Regions from separate parts of the Mus musculus genome. Here region 2 is linked to region 1. Evidence: chromatin contacts called from public HiChIP or PLAC-seq data. All regions are on one chromosome and are shown on one strand. Each heading gives the region's core, a stretch centred on a gene start, on an enhancer-like site or on the middle of the called end of the contact. The rest is flanking DNA. Distances are from core to core; before and after follow the strand shown. Region 1 holds the start of Gltp (glycolipid transfer protein). Region 2 holds the start of Oasl1 (2'-5' oligoadenylate synthetase-like 1).

What was found. HiChIP or PLAC-seq counts read pairs in DNA pulled down with a chosen protein or histone mark.
Region 2: a contact with region 1 is called in an H3K27ac HiChIP or PLAC-seq map of microglia, with 6 times the contacts expected there. The contact joins the promoter of Oasl1 here to the promoter of Gltp in region 1. A contact is called at or near these places in 5 of 39 promoter capture datasets (the C10 cell line, embryonic stem cells, hippocampal neurons and 1 more), 1 of 15 datasets of contacts at CTCF or cohesin (pro-B cells), 1 of 484 Hi-C or Micro-C datasets (the G1E-ER4 cell line), 15 of 115 datasets of contacts at active chromatin or transcription factors (CD8 T cells, bone marrow-derived dendritic cells, bone marrow-derived macrophages and 7 more) and 3 of 9 other capture datasets (adipose tissue, liver and pancreatic islet).

What each region holds. Positions count from the first base shown.
Region 1 is chr5:114,686,823-114,692,478 of GRCm38.p6, forward strand. It overlaps Gltp (glycolipid transfer protein), which reads right to left and starts at 4,113. Exons shown (of 5, transcript NM_019821.2): 1 at 3,937-4,113. The coding sequence starts at 4,039.
Region 2 is chr5:114,920,410-114,926,278 of GRCm38.p6, forward strand. It overlaps Oasl1 (2'-5' oligoadenylate synthetase-like 1), which reads left to right and starts at 2,831. Exons shown (of 6, transcript NM_001359945.1): 1 at 2,831-3,200. The coding sequence starts at 3,003. Gm13822 (predicted gene 13822) reads right to left here and starts at 1,852. Exons shown (of 2, transcript NR_166682.1): 1 at 1,642-1,852.

The sequences.
Region 1 (5,656 bases), core at 2,863-5,362:
CTCTGAGTCAAAGAATACAATGATTTTCTCACAGGGAGGAGGAAGGACTTTCTGGGTGGAGTTATTGCTAAGCCAATTCCTTAAGGACATGTGGACTCCAGCCAGACCCAAGGAAGGAGGTGTGTGGTGAGTGAGCGAGGTGCAGAGTGACAAGAGGAGCTGACATGGGGACACTCTGGGGACAGTAGCATGGGAGGGAGGCTGTGCAGGGAGCCAGTGAGGTTTCTACGGCGGAGGTACATCAGCCCGCTGGAGTCTAGGGCAGCCACACAGCTGACCCAAAAGACAGAGAGCAGGAGTCACAGGTCAGCCTTCTAACCGATCAGTTGCTAAGCTCCAATTACCGGGTCAGGGGGGAGAAAGAAGATGGGGAAAGGGCCAGCCTCTGAGTGCATGTGCTAAGATCCGCACAGTGGGAGAATTCAGGCTAGAGAGACAGAGAAGCAATGAGTCCTCAAAGGGATGGCTATAAACCCGGGGAGCAGGCTGACGCGAGAGAGGCCCACACCCAAAGGAACAGAAGAAGCCGCGTGGGCCAAGCCCAGTCACTGGTCCCAGGACACACCCTGAGGTACTAAGGGACGTGGTTGTCCTGACAGGTCCAAAGCCTTCCTGCCCTTGGATCCAGCAAGTTCACTTCTAAAACTGAGAAATACCCAAAGAACTGTTCAGAGAACTACACCTAGAGACGCTGGCAGTAAGTAGTACTGTCTACCGCAGTGATAAGTAAGAAGCGATGTGCCTGGCCAAGGGAGGGGAGGGCTAAATCATGGTCACCATTCGAGCGTAGAGCCTGAGCCACTCTGGGGATGAGCAGAGACTCAGGAGACAGGCTCCCTGTGTCGTTAGATGGAAACAGACGGAGGAAGACGAGTCTACAAAGGACATGATTCCGAAGCAACAGCAGAGGGCTGCTCTTTAAAAATCCTACTTCAAAAGACTGTGAGATGCTGTCTTAGGGTTTTACTGCTGTGAACAGACACCATGACCCAGGCAACTCTTACAAAGGACATTATTTAATCGAGACTGGGTTACAGGTTCAGAGGTTCAGTCCATTATCATCAAGGCAGGAACATGGCAGCATCCAGACAGGCATGGTGTAGGAGGAGCTGAGAGTTCTATATCTTCATCTGAAGGCTGTTAGCAGAAGCCTGGCTTCCAGGAAGCTAGGATGAAGGTCTTATAGCCCACATCCACAGTGACACACCTATCCCAACAAGGCCACACCCACTCAACAAGGCCACACCCACCCTAACAAGGCCACACCTACTCAAAAGGGTCACACCTACCCCAATAAGGCCACACTTACTCCAACAAGGCCACACTTCCACCACAGATGCCAAGAGTGTAGCTCACATCTGTGATCCTAGCAGTTTGCAAGCAGAGGCAGGAAAATTGTGTTTGAGACCAGCCTGGAACAGTGAGTTCCAGGCCAGAGTGAAATCTTATCTCAAAAACAAAACAAAACAAGAAAGCAAAAAAACAAAAAAATAAAAATAAACAAAACAAAACAAAACAAAACATTAAGTTCCTAAAACCAAGTACTGGATACATGCCTATACACCTGCAACTCAGAAACTGTGGCCAGCCCATGCTGCACAGTGAATTCTAGGCCAGCCTGAGCTACAAAACCCGGGCTTCAAATCAGACAATATCTGTGAAAGAATGAAGTGAACGAATTGATCTGTACCAGATCCTTGGTCCCTCATAAGTGCTCAATAAATGCCATCATTGAGGCTTACTGTGATTTGAGAACATGTTTCCACAATTACCTCAGACTCCTTGTGGCCACCACTCCAGACCAGATGTAGTTCAGGGCCACACACACTGTGCCCAGCTCATCCAAGTGACTGGGGACACCCCAAAGATCTAGACCGAGTCCCCACCTGAGCGCTGACAGTGGCGAACCCTCCTGGAGCCTGAGTCTACGGGAGAGCGCTCCACCCAGGAAGAGCACATTGAGAGTGTTTTCTTTGGTAAGAGCGCCAAGAATGACCGTCTGTGCTGAACAGTACATGGCTATGGGGTGACCTGTGCCAGTTAACCCTTCACAGTCCAACTCCACTGAAGCGTCTGTCTAAATGGTGCTCTGTCCACAGCTGTGACACCCCACAGCCCAGGATGGCAGCGAAGACAAGGGTCCTTTGAGACCAGAAACAAGGAGCGAGCGAGGGTGACTCGTCTGCCTTAGCTTCAGCTGCCTCCTTCCATCTCTTCCCAAACCAGCCGGACATTTAGGCACTAGGGGTGCCCCCAAGTGCAGCCATGCCACGTTGGTGAGGGACAGGGAAGTCATGCCACCACCACTGTGGAGCTGCTGATGGGTTGCAGCACCCTTTTGTGGCTTATGTATTGAGGGGCATTGTACCCAGAGGGTGCTCTGTAGCATTCTGCTCCACCCCTCAACGACAAAGAACAAAACCATCTCCACAGACAAGCAGATACTGCCCCCCCACCCCCTCTAAGGAACAAAACTGCCATCCCTTGAGAAGCACTGGCTCCAGCAGATTACGAACCCAGGACAGGCTGGCTCGAACTAGCAACTACTCAGAAAGCCAAGGGCACAGAAGACATAGTGTTGTCGGGGCTGGGAGGTGACTCAGCAGGTCACTGTGGAGCCCCATGACCTGAGTTTGGTTCCCAGAACCCATATTGTGGAAGGAGAGAACAAACTTCCGAAAACGGTCCTCCAGCCCCCGCCTGTCTGTCCCCCCCCCCATGCCAACACACACAAATAAATATATTTTTAAAAACAACATAATGCTGTCATAAAAACCAAAGCTAACGCCAACAGCTCCCTCTCTCTGGAGATGCAATCTGATCTACAGCTGAGATACAGGCGAAAAAAAGCAGGTCTTAGGCATGCCACGGGTTGACAGAGCACCCACTGGGCAGTGCTGGAGCTTTCTCAGCCTCTGAGAAAGCCTGAGACCTGCTCTCGGGATGCTCCTCCAGGCTGGCGCATTGGGCCCGAAACTAGATTCAAGAACTTCACACAAGTTCCTTTCCACAGCTAACACCCACCCTTCACAGGCTCTCATTTAGTCCCCACCCCCAAACCTGCCATTTCACAGATAGGGACTCCAAGACACAGATCTACATGGCCACACACGCCCTATCCCCACCAGGGGTTGAGTGGGTGCCAGACCTCCTCAGGCTAAGGCGGTTTCAAGGCTCTGTCCAAGTATTTCAACTGGACTCTGTACCCGGGAGCTGGTGTCATCCTGCAAAGTCACCAAGTGAGCTAGCAGGGTAGGGCGCTGGGAGCGTCCCCACCAAGAAGAAAGCTGGGCTCAGGTAGCAGCACCCTCTGTGAACCGCAAGGCAAAGGGCAGGGCAGGAGGCATTAGTTTTCCTTCCACTTTACAACAAGGTCTTAGGCTGGAGGAGGGGCGGGGAGAGAACGCGCCTGAAAGTGGCTTGGGGACTCATTCCAGCGCTCCTGGGAGGTGCTTCAACTTGACATATGGAAGACCGGACTTTTTCCTTTTCGAAAGGGGGTGGGGATCCGAGCTAAGCACCCTGCAGCTGACATCACCCCCACAATCCAGCCCCCTTTCCCAGATGGGGGAAACCCTTTTCATGACTTCCTCTAAAAAGGGCCCTTGAGTTTTGCAGCTCCATCTTCAAGTCCTTGGAGGTGGTGGGGTGGGATGGGGGTGTTCTTTGGTCTGGGATGGGAAGAGGCTGGGGTGGGGGGTAGGGCTTATCGTTCAGAGTGAGGGTGGGGGAGAATTGAGAACCATTCTGAAGGGGGCGGAAAATGAAGCCGGGGATGAAGATGTTAGGCGCAGCCGGAGGGCTGATGAAGCATGCCCACGGTGCAATAGCAAGCGGTGTTTGGGTGCAATGGATGACAGGGAGTTAAGGGCCCGGGTGCATCTGAGGAAGAGGGATCTGGGCAGGTGAGGAGGACTGGCAAAGCCCGGGACTCACCAAAGAAGGGCGGCAGGTGAGCCACAGCCTCCAGGAAGGGCCCGGTCTCGATCTGCCGGTCTGCGGGCAGCGGCTTGAGCAGGTGCTCGGCCAGCAGCGCCATTTCGGGGTCGAGGCCCTTGGTGATGCCCCAGCCCGCGCCGAGGGCGTCCGCGCCCGGGCTGTCGCCGCCCGCCGCCTCCCGGGACGCCAGCGTCGCCACTTCCGCCCGCGCCTCGCAGCGAGCGCCGAGCGCCGCCCGCAGGCCGGAGCCATGGAGCACTCGGCCCCGCCCCTCAGGGGCTCTGCCAATGGGCGCCCACCGCCGCGCCCTTCCGACCAATCGAAGCCCGCCGCCCCCGCAGCCGCCGCGCCATTGGTCTGGAGGCGGGGCTTAGCGGAAGCGCGGGCGTCTTGCACCTGGTGAGCCGCGCCCAGGTTGGGATGCTCTGGCCGGGTTTACAGCTCAAACCCTGACGGGGCCTTGTTTCCCAATCCAGGGTCCTCCAAAGTGCCAGGTTCGCGCCCCACAGCCTACACCCCGGCTCACCTCAGCCACAATGCAGCCTAGCTGCTGCGTCCTGAAACACAGAGCTCAGTGTGTTTAGGGAACACTCCCTAATTCCATGGAGAGATAACAGCCCAAATTCCAAGTGGAGAGCCTGGTACTCCGCCCACACTGAGTATTCAGTAATCCTACTCTGCACTGCTGCTGCTCCGTACTGTGATGGTCACGGAGGATAGAGTGACCATGGCGCTTAAGCAAAGCCTTAAATTGAGGGAGCCGGAGAGCTGTGAGCGGTGCACGGGAAGGGCGAGCAGGGGCTGGGAGTAATTTGGGCAGTGGTGGCGCACGCCTTTAATCCCAGCACTCGGGAGGCAGAGGCAGGTGGATTTCTGAGTTCCAGGACAGCCTGGTCTACAGAGTGAGTTCCAGGACAGCCAGGGATACACAGAGAAACCCTGTTTCGAAAACCAAAAAATAAAGGAAGGAAGGGAGGGAAGAAGGGAGGGAGGGAGGGAGGGAGGGAGGGAGGGAGGGAGGAAGGAAGGAAGGAAGGAAGGAAGGAAGGAAGGAAGGAAGGAAGGAAATTAGTTGTGGTTCATAGTAAGGGCAGTGAGAAGATGTCTAGGGGCCAGAAAAGCATATACTAAATCTTGTTAAATGATTTTAATTTACCCTTTCAGGAGGCAGATGGCAGAAAGATTGACCCAAACTACAGGCATGACCCCAAGAAGTCGCGGGCGGGGAAAGATCCGACCGTCCTTATCTCTTGCATGCCCAGTCACGTTAGATCTCCTACTGATAGGTGCCCAAGCCACCAATTTCAGCTTGTTCCCACCCCACCCAGACTCCCCGCCTCGGGCATCCCAAGATGCAATCTTCCTACAACAGCCTCCCCAGTGTCCCAGCTCTGCCAGAACCCCACCCACCTTTGGGAAGACTCCCTAATTCCATGGAGAGATAACAGCCTGCACTGGGGCCTCTGGCTTCAGAGAGAATCCTGATGGCTCAACCTGCTCCATTCCAGCTGAGACACTCAGAAACCACATGTGACTCGACACAAGAAAGATGGATCTTTTAGATAGTAGCTTGGTGTCCTGAGACAGGTCTTGAAAGTTCACCCATCCATTCATCCTTCCCTTTCTTCATCTCCCCATCCCTCCCTCTCTGCCTCCACCCGTCCATCCACCCGTTTGTCCATCCACCCGTTCGTCCATCCACCCGTTCCTCTACTCA
Region 2 (5,869 bases), core at 1,581-4,080, 230 kb after region 1:
ATATAATATAGCTGGGCGTGGTGGCGCACGCCTTTAATCCCAGCACTCGGGAGGCAGAGGCAGGCGGATTTCTGAGTTCGAGGCCAGCCTGGTCTACAAAGTGAGCTCCAGGACAGCCAGGGCTATACAGAGAAACCCTGTCTCGAAAAAACAAAACAAACAAACAAACAAAAAATGTTATAATATAGTATGGTCTGACTTAAGAACTCAGTGCTGAGGACAGATCAGACGCAGGATGTGGGAGGGGCAGCTAACACTAAGGATGTCCGAGGAAGCTCTGTAGAAGCCTGCTATTTCATAAGCTCCATAGAGAGACCCAGAAAACATTTTCACCGGAGTTACCCTACAGAGGGGATAACATTCTCTCTCGGGGCGCTAGTGGCCATCATCTGTGTGACAAGGAAAACCATGTGTGGTCTCCCCATGAAGCTTCCCACCTCCACATGCAAGGCACCTCCATTTCTTCCTGCAGACTCACTCCTAGGCTTCCACCGGCTCTGCTATTCCTCCTTTCACTAATGGACGAAGCCAGAGGGGATCAGCTATCCCTGCTTCCTCCTCCTTCAGAGACTTGGGACCACCCAGACACTATTGCACAATGCCAGCAAGATTTTGCTGAAAGGACCCTGTTATAGCTGTCTCGCATGACGCTATGCCAGTGCCTGGCAAATATAGTAGTGGACGCTCACAGTCATCTATAAGATGGAATACTAGGCCCCCAATGGAGAAGCTAGAGAAAGCACCCAAGGAGCTGAAGGGGTCTGCAATCCTATAGGTGGAACAATAATATGAACTAACTAGTCCCCCCAGAGCACGTATCTCTAACTGCATATGTAGCAGAAGATGGCCTAGTCAGCTATCACTGGGAAAAGAGGCCCCTGGTACTGTAAACTTTATATGCCCCAGTACAGGGGAATGCCAGGGCCAAGAAGCGGGAGTGGGTGAGTAGGGGAGCAGGGTGGAGGGAGGGTATAGGGAACTTTTGGGATAGCATTTGAAATGTATATAAAGAAAATATCCAATTAAAAAAAAGAATTAAAAAAAAGAAAAAAATTGGGACCCAGCCCCTTTCCTTATCCGCTCTGTGCCCATCGCCCCCCTGCCCACCTCTTCCTTCCTTTTTTCTTTTTAACTTTAGATTTATCTATTTTTATAAGAGTTTTTTTTTAATTGCTATTTTCAGACATACACTAGAAGACTGCATCGGATCCCATTACAGATGATTGTGAGCCACCATGTGGTAGCTGGGAATTGAACTCAGGACCTCCTCCGACAGAGCAGTCAGTGCTCTTAACCGCTGAGCCATCTCTCCAGCCCCTCTTCTCTCTTTCTATAGACAGGTCTCATTACGCAGCCTCAGCTGACCTGGAATTCACCGTATCAACCAGTCTGGTTTCACACTTACAGAGATCCACCTGCCTCTGCCTCCCTAGGGCTGGGATTAAAGGCCTGTGCCACCACAGCCCGCTCACTGCTGCATCCTGCATGGACCGCCACACGGTGTCAGACCCATCTCCCTGCCTGTAGCATTGCTGCCGTCTATCTTTAGTACAGAAGGTGGCAGAGCGATCATGCTAGGTTCTAAGTTCTCTGCACGCCACGCTTCTGATTCACCCTGGGAAGGAGGCTGAACGGGCTCACCTGACATGTGACTTAGTGAGCCACTTCCTCTTTGTCAAACAGCATTATCACTTGGCTTCCAGAACGTTCTCCTTTCCTTCACCCTCCTGCTCTTCCTCGTTCTGCTTTGCTGAACTCTTTCAGCAACCCCAGCTCTGAATCTTTAACTACCTCAGAGCCCGGCTCCACCCACTTCTCTACACAGCCCCTGCTAGGTCTCATGTCTGTAACGATCTCTGTTAGAGGCACCTTCATTTGGGTTGTTTTGGCTTTGAAAACGTTTTATTGAGACTGTGTGTGTGGTGTTTGCGTGCTTAAATGCAAACACATTCAAGATGTTTTGTTTCCTGTTTCTATGAGATAAGAGTTTCTCTGTGTAGTCCTGGCTGTCCTGGAACTCACTCTGTAGACCAGGCTGGCCACAATCCAGGTCCTACAGTGTGTATTTCTCATATTTCACGTTTTTCACTGTTTCTCGCCATATTCCAGGTCCTACCGTGTGTTTCTCTTTTTGCACGTTTTTCAGTGTTTCTCGCCATATTTCATGTCCTACCATATGAGTTTCTCTTTTCCTCGTTTCACACCATATTGCCACGCCTAATGACCCAAGTATGGGTCCTAAAATCCACGTGCGGTGGAAGCAGACAACAGGCCCCTGCAGGTTTTACTCTGACCCCCACATTTGTGCCATGACATGCGTCCCCCTCCTAAAAAAAAACCCAAAATACATAAATATAATTTTCTCATATAAATATATGTAAATATAAAGTAAATAAAATATAAATAAAAATTTAAATCTTTTAAATGAAATATACTAACTTTTATATAAATATAATAATAATTCTTTGAAATAAAATAAAGAAAAAGCATCTGACAACCTCAAAGTGTCCTTCTGATTCCAGATTCCTCATTCCTTACCACAGCCATGACTAGGCTCTTTCTCTTTCCAAACCTCAGTTTCCCTATGACGGGTCGGGGCAGTTGGCCTAAGTCATCCAGACAAGGTGTCTCTGGAAGGTCAGACTCAAGCCAATTTCAGTTTACAAACGTCACAAAAGAGAAACTACAAATGTTGAGAATCGAAACTTAACAGCACAAAAGTTGGCCCCATGCCAACCCTGTTAAGGCGGTCCAGACCGGCCAACCCCAGCCTCTGGTCCCTCGGCACACCTACCATGACAATAAATCTCCAAGGAGGGGACCCCCCCATAGAGCCATGCTCCCAAGCTTCTCTCTTCACCCCCCTTTCCGCCATTGGGTGCCAGAGGTCAGCTGGAAAGGAGCCGCCTTAAAAAAGGAGGAGGTGAGTACCGGCAGCTGGATGGGTGCTTGGCTATATAGCCCTGCGCCTGCCTGAGGTAGCTGACGGTCAGTTTGTAGCCATGGCAGTCGCCCAGGAGCTGTACGGCTTCCCGGCCTCCAAGCTGGACTCCTTTGTGGCTCAGTGGCTGCAGCCAACCAGAGAGTGGAAAGAAGAGGTCCTGGAGACCGTGCAGACAGTGGAGCAGTTCCTGAGGCAGGAGAATTTCCGTGAAGATCGTGGCCCGGCTCGGGATGTGCGCGTGCTCAAGGTACTCAAGGTAAGACTGGACTTCACCATTCCCAGCCAGGACAGGGCAAACCCCAGTGCCAGGGAGTCCCCTCGCCTCGTGATCCCTAGTTCACGCTTCTGACATCTCGAGACAGCCCCGCGAGCCTTGAGCAGAATGAACTACTAAAGAAGATAATAAAAGACCACCTCTGGAGAAAATGGTAGGGAAAGCCTGCATATTCTATCATTAAAACTTATACTCTGAGAGATAGATACCATTCTTGTCCCATTTTACAGATGAGCCTAACAAAGGCTCCACAATGTCAGAGCTACAGTGACCACATGCAATGCAAGGCCTCTAGTTGGATCCTGACATGTAATTTGTAAATAACAATTTTTGAGAGCCTGACTTGGGGGCCCATTCTTGCAACCCCAGCATGTGGGAGGTAGAGAAGCAAGAGGATGGTTGGTTCACAGCCTAGGTTACATATCACAGAACAACACACACACACACACACACATACACACACACACACACACACACACACCACAGACAGACAGAGACACAGAGAGAGTGTGAGTTTGGGGATGAGTGGTAAATGTTTAATATGACCTGCATTTTGGTAAGAAAACTGCCGTTTGTCAAGTTAAATCGCACCTACTGGGGTGGGGAACTCTCTTTAGGGGGACACATGCTATGCTGTATTGGGGCAAAGCTCCTTGCTGTCCGCTACTCACTTTAAAGTGATTGAGATGACACAAATGCGGGATCTGTGGATGTGGCTCAAGGCTAGAGTGAAAGCCTAGCATGTACAAAAGAAAGACAGTCACCGATGTGGCAAGTTTAGATGTGCTGGCTGCCTGGATGGTATCTTCTTCCTAATTTTTTCCACGTTTTAATATTTTGATAACTGAAAGACTCTTAAAATGGAGGCTGAGAGTAGCCATTGGGCTTGTTCAGAGATGTAACTGCTGACGTCAGAGCTGGGATTTGAACCCGGCTACTCAAACGGTGACCCAAGTTTCTCACTAATATTTTTTTTTCCTCCTTAAATCCTTCTTCCAACTGCCACCCCTACCCCCTAGCTGAGCTAAGGATCACAGGTTCAACAGACCCTGGAAGGGGGTGGGGCAAGGGCTGAGTGTAGCTGCTCAAACTTATTATCCCAGCCCTGCAGAGGCAGAGACAAGAGAACCACTAGGCCTACCAACCAGTCTCCTTGGCCTATCAGTCTAGCCAAATCTGCAAGCCCTAGGGCACAGTAGAATACCCTGTGTCAAAAAAACCAAATGAGCAGCCTAAAGAACAATACCCAAGGTTGCCCTCTGATCTCCACACACAAGTGTGCACTAGTGCAGGATGCACACATGCGCACACACACAGCTTTGGAGAAGAACTAACCTCAGCCAATTGTTCATTTAAATGTTAAGGAGATTGACACCTGAAGAGGTTGACACATCTTAATGCCATAGCCCAAGTGGTTGCAGCATCTAGACTAGAATTAGGACTGGATTCCCAGCCTGAGATTTTAAACTTGCGCTACTGGGTTGAATTTTGAAGTCTTGAGCTTCAGGTCACATGATTTAGAAGTGACAGCCATAGTTTTGTCACCACACAGAGAGGATTTGAGTCTGGGCTCTTCCTCTCACCAGCTGTGTGACTCTGATCATCCTGTCTCATGTCTCAAGTCCTTGGTCTGCTCCTCTATGATGGCAGCATCCCAAACATCGTGTTCCATTTCCCAACACTGAGGCCATGCAGCCTAAAGGTTAGCTCAGGGTAAAGTCTTAGAAACAAGGGTTTCATTATGATACTTGCCTGGGGCTTTTTCCTGGCTGCTGGGAGTCTCTGGGGGCAAGGCTGTACTCTAGATCACTCCCTCCCTGATATACCTAAGGAAAAAAATATGTAGAACAAGTATCTAGATAGAAGAAAGACTCACCAAATTAAGTTTTGGCAGCTGCAGATGCTAACTGCTAAGCCTCATTTCTCCTCCCCTTAACCCACTAAATGATAGTCATGCCTACAAAGCAAGAACAGTAAGAGTGTATCTTGCACTGGATGTATCCTATACTGGATGTATCCTGCAGTGGATGTATCCTACACTGGATGTGTCCTACACAGGATGTATCCTACACTGGATATATGTTACACTGGCTATACTCTCATTGAATGTATCCTACACTGGATGTATCCTACACTGGATGTATCCTATACTGGATGTATCCTACACTGTATGTATCCTCACTGGATGTATCCTACACTCTACACTCTATGTATCCTATACTTCATCCCTCCACCCTTGAAGCTCCAGAGGGCTGTTATCTACATGACTAAATCCAAGATGACAACCAAAGCAAATCATGAAGTCTATCCTAAGCTGTGCTTTCTTCACTGGGGAAGGGAGAGGACAGTGTAGACATAACCTGACCTGCAGAGGGATTGCCCTTTGCCCACATCCACAATCAATCTCCGGTCCTTTCTCTCAGGATAGGAACACCAAGTCTGAATACTAGTGGAATCAGAATTAAAATGGAGAATCAAGAAGGCAGACACCTGCTCTCTGGGAGCAGAGCATAGTGTGTGGACACCATCATAGGGTGGAGAGAAAGACCCATTGGTGGTGTCTGCTGAGCTGCCATTTAACTCCCTAGCTGGCTGGGAGACCTTGCAAGTGGATTGTGCTCCACTGCCTCTGTATTCAGTGTTGTACCCTG